2 separate regions of the Pan troglodytes genome follow, and region 1 is linked to region 2. The links are chromatin contacts, called in public Hi-C maps. All regions are on one chromosome and are shown on one strand. The core of a region is the stretch at or near the end of the contact, and the rest is flanking DNA. Distances in the headings are between cores, read along the strand shown. Region 1 holds the start of OLFM3 (olfactomedin 3). Region 2 has its middle 180 kb from the start of OLFM3.

What was found. A called contact is a pair of places that touch in the nucleus more often than the background predicts.
Region 1: a contact with region 2 is called in a Hi-C map of induced pluripotent stem cells, with 2.0 times the contacts expected there. The contact joins the promoter of OLFM3 here to the enhancer-like site in region 2. A contact is called at or near these places in 3 of 7 Hi-C or Micro-C datasets (induced pluripotent stem cells and stem cell-derived neural progenitor cells) and 1 of 1 datasets of contacts at active chromatin or transcription factors (stem cell-derived excitatory neurons).

The regions. Positions count from the first base shown.
Region 1 is chr1:129,179,984-129,183,712 of NHGRI_mPanTro3-v2.0_pri, reverse strand. It overlaps OLFM3 (olfactomedin 3), which reads right to left and starts at 1,813. Exons shown (of 6, transcript XM_001139550.8): 1 at 1,635-1,813. The coding sequence starts at 1,703.
Region 2 is chr1:128,995,667-128,999,616 of NHGRI_mPanTro3-v2.0_pri, reverse strand. No RefSeq gene overlaps it. Among named protein-coding and RNA genes, the nearest start is that of OLFM3, 180 kb to the left of the region's middle. Within about 2 kb of position 1,601, at least 1 of the 24 cell types and tissues checked has an H3K27ac peak or open chromatin away from gene starts, as enhancers often do. A contact at or near this core is called in induced pluripotent stem cells, where this site is marked.

The DNA.
Region 1 (3,729 bases), core at 564-3,063, 180 kb before region 2:
TGTTAATGAAGCTCTACATTTCTGAATTTATTTTAAAGAAAAACAAATAAAACTCACTTTAAGTCAAGTGACTTTTTCTGCAGTAACTTAGTGATTAACTTTGCTTTTAGAAAATGTTTTACCAAGAATATTCCCAAATCATATGGAATGTATTCAAAAGTTTTAAACAATATCATATAAAAAGAGTGGCAGTGGATAGAATGTGTCACTACAGGGTGCAGAGTCAAGAAGAAAAAAAATTAAATATAAAAACAAAATCAACACTTTTTCCTAAGTGTGAAATGCTTTAAAGCTACACCTTAGTATATAAAATATGCCTTTAAGATTATTAAGATGACATTCACACAGAGTGAAGCGTTTACATCAATAATACCAGTTCAATCAAAGCTTTAAAATAAAATGAGTTTATTCTCATCAGGTCCTTCTAAATATGAAAGAGTACAGAAATAATTATAAATATATACGACATGATTCTAAGTTTTAACTGTATACTATATTAGGCCTACAAATATCACAACCACAGTATTAAATTATGCTTGGTTACATCTTAGTTCTATTCAGTAATGAAAGGAAACTTAATTTGTCTACACTACACACATGATGTAAAGCTTTAAAAATAACTTTATAATATTCCAAAATATAGCTTGTATTAGTTTTATAGCATGGAATCATTCTTCCTATATTGTCAAATTGCTGTTGGCCAGTTAAATAAGTAAAATAATAAATTGTATCTCTTACTCTTTTTCACCAGGTGGCTTATCTCTTATTCCCTGTCATTATGATTTTCTTAGAAGGCTGAAGCTTTCATATTATCTCACTTTGTCATCAAGACTTTTCTCAGACATCGTTGAAAATATTTGTCCATATTTTCCTGTCTTTTTATCAAAGGAGTTTAGCGTTCACTTTCATTGCCAGTACTAGATAATTTTCAGAGTTCAACGTCTATGAGTTAACTCATCCTTCCTATTGCCCTCCTTAGTTTGTTAAGGTTCTCACTTCCTGTTTCTTAACACTGATAATCAGAACTTCCTCAGTGCCCCCTAATTTTCTTAATGAAAAGGAAGAAACAAACACAAGCTCCTTTCACCAACGCCTCTCAGCCATGGCAGAGAGTATAGCTCTGCTGCTCTGCCATGTGTTTTACAAGCAGCATCCCAAATGTTTTGGACACAAACCGCAGCACGTCTGCGATGGGAGTATTATTGACCAGGATCAGCTGGAAAACGCTTCCCTGCTTTCAACAAAGAAACGGTTCACCATGTCCTAATACATGTTTATAAATTGCATTGTTTCTACTGCAAACTCCTTTGCATTACCCGTCCGACTTCAAAAGAGAGCATTAAGCAGTTGGACACGGAATAAGCTAAATTCCCCGGAGAGCCGCATTGCCCGCTGCCCATGCACATTATATTTTCTCCTAGTCCCTCCCCCCGCGCAGTAGGACTCTACCTTGAGGAGCTATTCCTCCGGTAGTTCACCTTGTTATCTTCCAAGCAGTGGGGATACGCCAGACACCATAAGGTAGCTGAAAGAGCTGTCTCTCGTCCCGTTTTTGACATATTTATTTGCATTTCTGTTAGGTTTGTTACATATTGCACATTTATTTCAAACAAGACTCAAAATATTGTTCATACCTTGGAAGGATCTAATCCGGCAAGCAAAGACAGCAGCAGGAGGTTGAGAAGGTTGGACGTCGCCTGCATTCTGATCTGGGTTTTTGCCCCTCTTTACTCTCTTTTATGTAGGCTCTCCACTCACTGCAGAGACCTTTCCCTCGTCAGTTGCACTTTCTGCCTGCCAGTCAGAGCCGAGTGGAAGCAGAGGCGGCAGCAGCAGTAGCAATAACAGCAGCAGCGGCAGCGGCGGCAGCCGCCCTGGGGGGCGATCATTCCGCAGGCATTCTCAGAGCTAGGAGTCCGGGAGCTCAAGAGAGTGGGTTGGGCTGCAGTGGGCGCTGGCCGCGGTGCTGAAGCGCCTCCAACCCGCGCGCCCCAGTTTACCCTCTCCCCCGCTGCTATATAGCTAGCCCACCTCAAAAGTTTTGACCCAAGGAATAGATAAAGGGAGTAACTGCTGAGAGAGGTGTGGAGACCTGGACAACGGATATGACATCACTACAGCTCCTGGGGGTTTCGGGGGGATATTTTGCGGGGAATTTGTTAACCAAACAAGGATTGACTCTCGTGCTCCAGTTCAGCATTTGCCGGCAACTTGAGCTGCAGAGAAGTAAAGAGTCAGCTAAATACAGGATTATGAAACAAATAGTGCACTAGAACCTTCTGCTGTCATTGACAGAGGACTTGATATTGTATTTAGTGCTTTAAACAAAGTTTGCAGTGCAGACTATCAGTGTGTGTCATCCAAGGCACACGATTTTCAGCTGTTATTGATAGATGAATGTGGTAATTTATAGATATGTGCAGTCATTTATGAATAGCTTATTAAAGTTATATGTTTTGGTTAGGTATTAATGTGTATCTATCTATCTAGGGATTTGGTCATTTAAAAACACTATGCATAAATAAATAAAGAGGCTTATATTCTTCTTTTAGTTATAAATGGTATATTCCATTAGTGATCCCCCCAACTGAAATATCCCCCCCATATGCACAGCCATACCTGGAAATATAGTTTTTCTATCAGTCTGACTTGTGTTTTTACTTGAAGAAGAATTCACTGATAGATGGATAGCGGGATGGGAAGAGTGTTTATTTCTAAGCTTTCAAACACTTCTGTAATCTAGGGCCCAAGAAAAGGCAGAATAGCTGCCTCACAAGAGCAAAGAAAGGGTAAATGGCAAACTCTCTTACCCTGCATCATTCAACCTTACTGGAGCAATTTCATTTCTTTGAATATGGAAAAAGTGTTCTCAATAATATAAAAAGGAAGAAGTTGGTAGCCACCCTGAAACATCCCTCTCGTACAATTATGCCTTTAATATTTCCATCTTCTATTGATTTTTCTAGAAATTGTAATTCCTAAGGGTTAAAATATATAGATAGACTGGGTCTGTGGACATTGCTTCCTTTTACTTCGACATTTAAAAGACAATGAATTGAGATATCAGACACATACCGAGTATGAAATCTCCATCAACCTTTCACTGAAAATATATCCTATTTTTTAATATAAGAAATCTCAATTAGGACTCAAATGCATTTGAAAGTTATTGTCCCCAAGAATTTACATCATATTGCATCTGTTTTAATCCTAATATTATAAATGTGTCTATAGTTACTTGAGGTCTTTATTTTCTATAAACACAAATGGCATGAAGTTCACTACACCTGATAATTCTTTTTGAAGGAGTGGATCATACAAAATAGAGATTGCAAAATCATAGAAAGAAAGTGAAATTACTTATAATGGTGTTAATTTAATAATCTTAACAGCCATAACCACATTTAGAAGTTTCCATTATTTTGAGGTAATAGATAAAACTATAGAGTTGTACCACTCTCTGGGGTAACTTCCTAGAACATATTTGTCAGAGTTTTTTTCTTTTTACATTTCCTTCTTAACCTAAACTTTTCTACCTATCAACATCTACATACTTATCTATCTATGTAGGATAAAATCAGCATAATTTTTAAAAAATCACACATAGAAATTGTTGAAAATTCTGCATCCATTTTTAAATATTTCACATGACTGTGCAGATTGAAAATGAATTTGCAGAGGTGTGTTGGCTGAATGATTATAATAATACATTTTTATTATCCATTCTCT
Region 2 (3,950 bases), core at 352-2,851:
TTTGAAGGTTAAAATACAGTGTGCTGCTAACAAAATGGACACATAAATGGGAACTTCATAATGACTATAAAAGTAATTATGATGGCATAAATGGAGGAATAAAGGTTGTAAGTTTCTCAACAAAGTTTCAAATTGATAGTCAAATATTTTTAGTATTTTTCTCTCAAATATATTTCAAAATACTATGAAATTCCAGATTTTAATTATGAAAGCAAAAGCAAAAACTTTTGCTTGTCTCAGATGGAGATACCTGCCCTTTATTTTATTTTCTTAAACCATGTAATATTTGGATAAAGCAATCTTAGAAGAATTCAGATAGTGTCATTTCCTTTAGGTCATAATTTTTGTAGAAGCATATCCATATTGCACACACTTATTTTCATCTCCTGGACCTTTGATTTTTGGCTTTGGATTGTCATATTAGCTCTTCCATCTAGCTTTTTATATAGAAAACTTTTCCAAGACTTTTGTTTTGCAAATGAAGAAAAGTAGATCTCACCCTTCCTTCTTTCTTATCCTAACAGTAGAAATTCTCCTATATTTATTCCTTGATTTCCTTCTTTCTTTACTATTTCTATTATCTCGGTCTCTCTGTCCCTGATTCTGCCTCTCTGCCTCCCTCTCTCCTTCCCTCTCTCCCTTCCTCTCTCCCTCTGTTCTCTCTCCAATCTTATTTATTCTGAAGACTTTAATAATCTCATGGATACCACATATGTGGACATATTTCAGAGACATGGTGTGTCATACAAAAAGAGAAAAGTGAAATGAATTCAAATAGTATATTAAGGTCAGAGTGACCATTTGGAAAAGAAAAATTAGAATGGTATTGGGTGAGATTCTAAATTTCATGGCTATATTGACCTTTTAGAAATAGACATGGGGAGGAGAAGAAAGATGGAAAATTTAAAATTATATGGGGGAATTGTACTTTTTTTCTTTCACAACCACACTCATTAGTAAATAAGTTGTATTTTTGGATATGGTTTGGATGTTGCTGCAAGTTGTATTTCCTCAGTAGCAGATTCTGAAATAGACATTAGTGTTTAGAATACTTATAGGGAGAGGAAGGAAGCAGGATTGAGCAGAGGGACAAGGTGAAGTGTTAAGGTAGTCTCAAAGAAGGTTACAATGGATCTAATCAGGAGCTCTCAAACTATGATTACCTCAGTTGGGATGAGGCAATTGGACCTTTTGACGTCAACATCTGTTATTGGATGAGGGTTGCCCTGGGAAGAGATGTGAGTTTGGGTGAGGCAGCTTCTTTTAGTTGAGACAATCCCCAAAGAAGGTTGACAGTTGAGGGCCATATTTCTCCAGGAATCCCAGGAACTGGGAGGGTAATTCCTTTTTACCCGAAGGGCTAACTGGACAGTTTATCTCAGCATCCATTACCACCCACCCTTTGTGCTGCTCTTCATAGAGATTTTGGAAAAACGCTCCAGTGTTTCCAATGGACTTTTTTTCCAGAAGAGACTTAGGAATGGAAAGCTGGTGGGATGAATTTACAGGAAAGGCTGTTTGAAAGCCAGAACTGATAATCATTGTTTCTCTTCTCTGGCCAGTCCTGTTCACCCCCACTGTCACTTAGCGCCTCTAGTGGTCATTTTGGCTCACCTGTTTGTATGAGTCAGACCCTTAATCCTCAGGTATTTTAGTCCACACATACAGTGCCTTTCTCAGGCCAGAGTTGGTCCTTTTGTTCATTAACTGTCAAAAGTGGACAAAAGAGTACTCAGAGGAACATAAGTGGATAACCTGGACATCAAGATTTTCCCTCTCTGCTCCCACTGCATCACAGCAGCCCTATCACCTTCTGGTAGTCTGGATTCCTTACAGTTACAAAGATGGTGAATCCCCTTCTTCTCTATTGTTCTTTTAGAACAGGAATGCAAAATGCCTAGGTGGAAGCTGTAGCTACCATTGATTGAAACTCTTGCTGTATCCCCTGGCAGAAGGGTTCCCCCTTTGAGAACCAAGACCTGGTCACCTACACTGCAGAGCCCAGACTTGTAGAAACAATAAGTACAATCACCCAAGGTAGTACACTGGGGATGATGGTAAACAAAACTATCCTTATTTCCACCACTTGGATTCCAGACCCACGTATTTTACATATTAAAGTCCCAGCACTATAAAAATAAATAGTATTGATTTAAGCTATTTTGTATGCCTTACATTATTGTTCCTGGAAAAGTACAAAGGATCACATTGTCCAAACCAGACTAATAAAAATCCAAAATATACCTAGTGCTGAAGTTTATAGATAATTACAATAATACAAGGATCAGGCACAATGTGGAGAAGTGCAGTACTGGGACCTACTGCCAGTGCTGCTCCCCAGACCTTACCTTGCTGCATTAGTACCCGCACTGATGTAACATGCAGTTTCCAAGTAATGCATACAGAACATAATTAGATAGGAGCTATTTTATTCACTAACTCCATGACCAAAGTATGCATTTTATACTTTGATAATTACATAGCTTATATGGCATTGTCCAGAGTGCTACTCTATAAATCCAAATATCCTAATTTTAATTACAATAAGCAACGCGGATAGGTCAGTTATGTCTGGCTGAAAGTATCTTATAGGTAAGAACTCTATCTCTAGAGTTCATAATATATGGAGGAATTTCATTAGCCTCTATACAAAAGCTTTTAATTAGGCCATATTTTCCTTTTTAATGACAAAAGAGAGAATAGATTGCAGGTCTGCTAATAATATATATATTTTTTCTCTAGAATCCTCTTTATTTGTTCTTTACCTTAGAGGAGATGTACCTTTTACCCAAGATCACCAGATCTTTAAATTTATACTTATGTGGTAGGCCCCTCAATTATCATATGGTTATCTTAAACTCTTTGGAGCACGTGTAACTAAGGAAACATCTAATTTGCTGGCTAGTTCCTACTTATCTACTTTGGTTGATATGATGCCACTCATACAGTAATTTAGTAGGATAATCTGTGGGATTACAGTAGACTGAATGGTAGTCACAAAGGCATGTCAACATCCTAATGCCTAGAACCAGTAAATATTACTTTATATGGCAAAAGAGTGAAAGTTGACTAATGAACTCACATGGTAAGTATAATATTATATATAATAATACTAACTTATATGGCAAAATATATGATTAAGAATATTTAGATGAGAGATTTATATTGGATTGTTTGGTGGACCCTAAATATAATCACATGCATCCTTATAAGAGAGGGGCAGAAGTATATCAGACAGAACAGAAAGCAGATTTGACAGGACAGGTAATCTGAAGATGGAGCAGAGAAAGAGATGTGGCCGCAAGCTGAAGATTGTCAACAGCCACAAGAAGCTGGAAGAGTCAAGAGGCAGATTGTTCACTACTCCCCTCCTTTCAGAGGAGTGTGTTCTTGCTACATCCTGATTTCAGACTCCTGGCATCCAGAGCTAAGAGAGAATCCATTTCTGTTGTTTAAGCCGCCACATTTGTAATAATTTATTACAGCAGCCACAGGAAGAGAATGCAGGGATATCCATGTAGTCCAGATCTCCTCAGACTACATTATGACAGAAGATGGGAGAGTTAATATAGCCTCATGCTTCATGCCAAAACTAAATGGATAATGTCTTTTATTCTAATTGCATGCACACCATTACTAATCTTCTTTTCTTGTAAGGATAAAAATAATGAGTTTTTTTTTTTAGCTCAATAGCTATATAATGTATTGAGCTGTTCTAGCAAAGATGCCACTGGTGGCTACAATCGTTGCTACTTCTTATTCCAGTGCTGGAGTTCACTGACATCCTCCAGGGACATTCTAGTTATTGTATGAGGTAGAGAGGTGAATTCTGTGAATATGCAGAGATGATTTCCCTGAAATAGAATGTTAGGTTTTTTTTAAAAAAATACATTTTAAATATATTTTACCTTATTTATTTATTTATTTATTTTGACATAGGGTCTCACTCT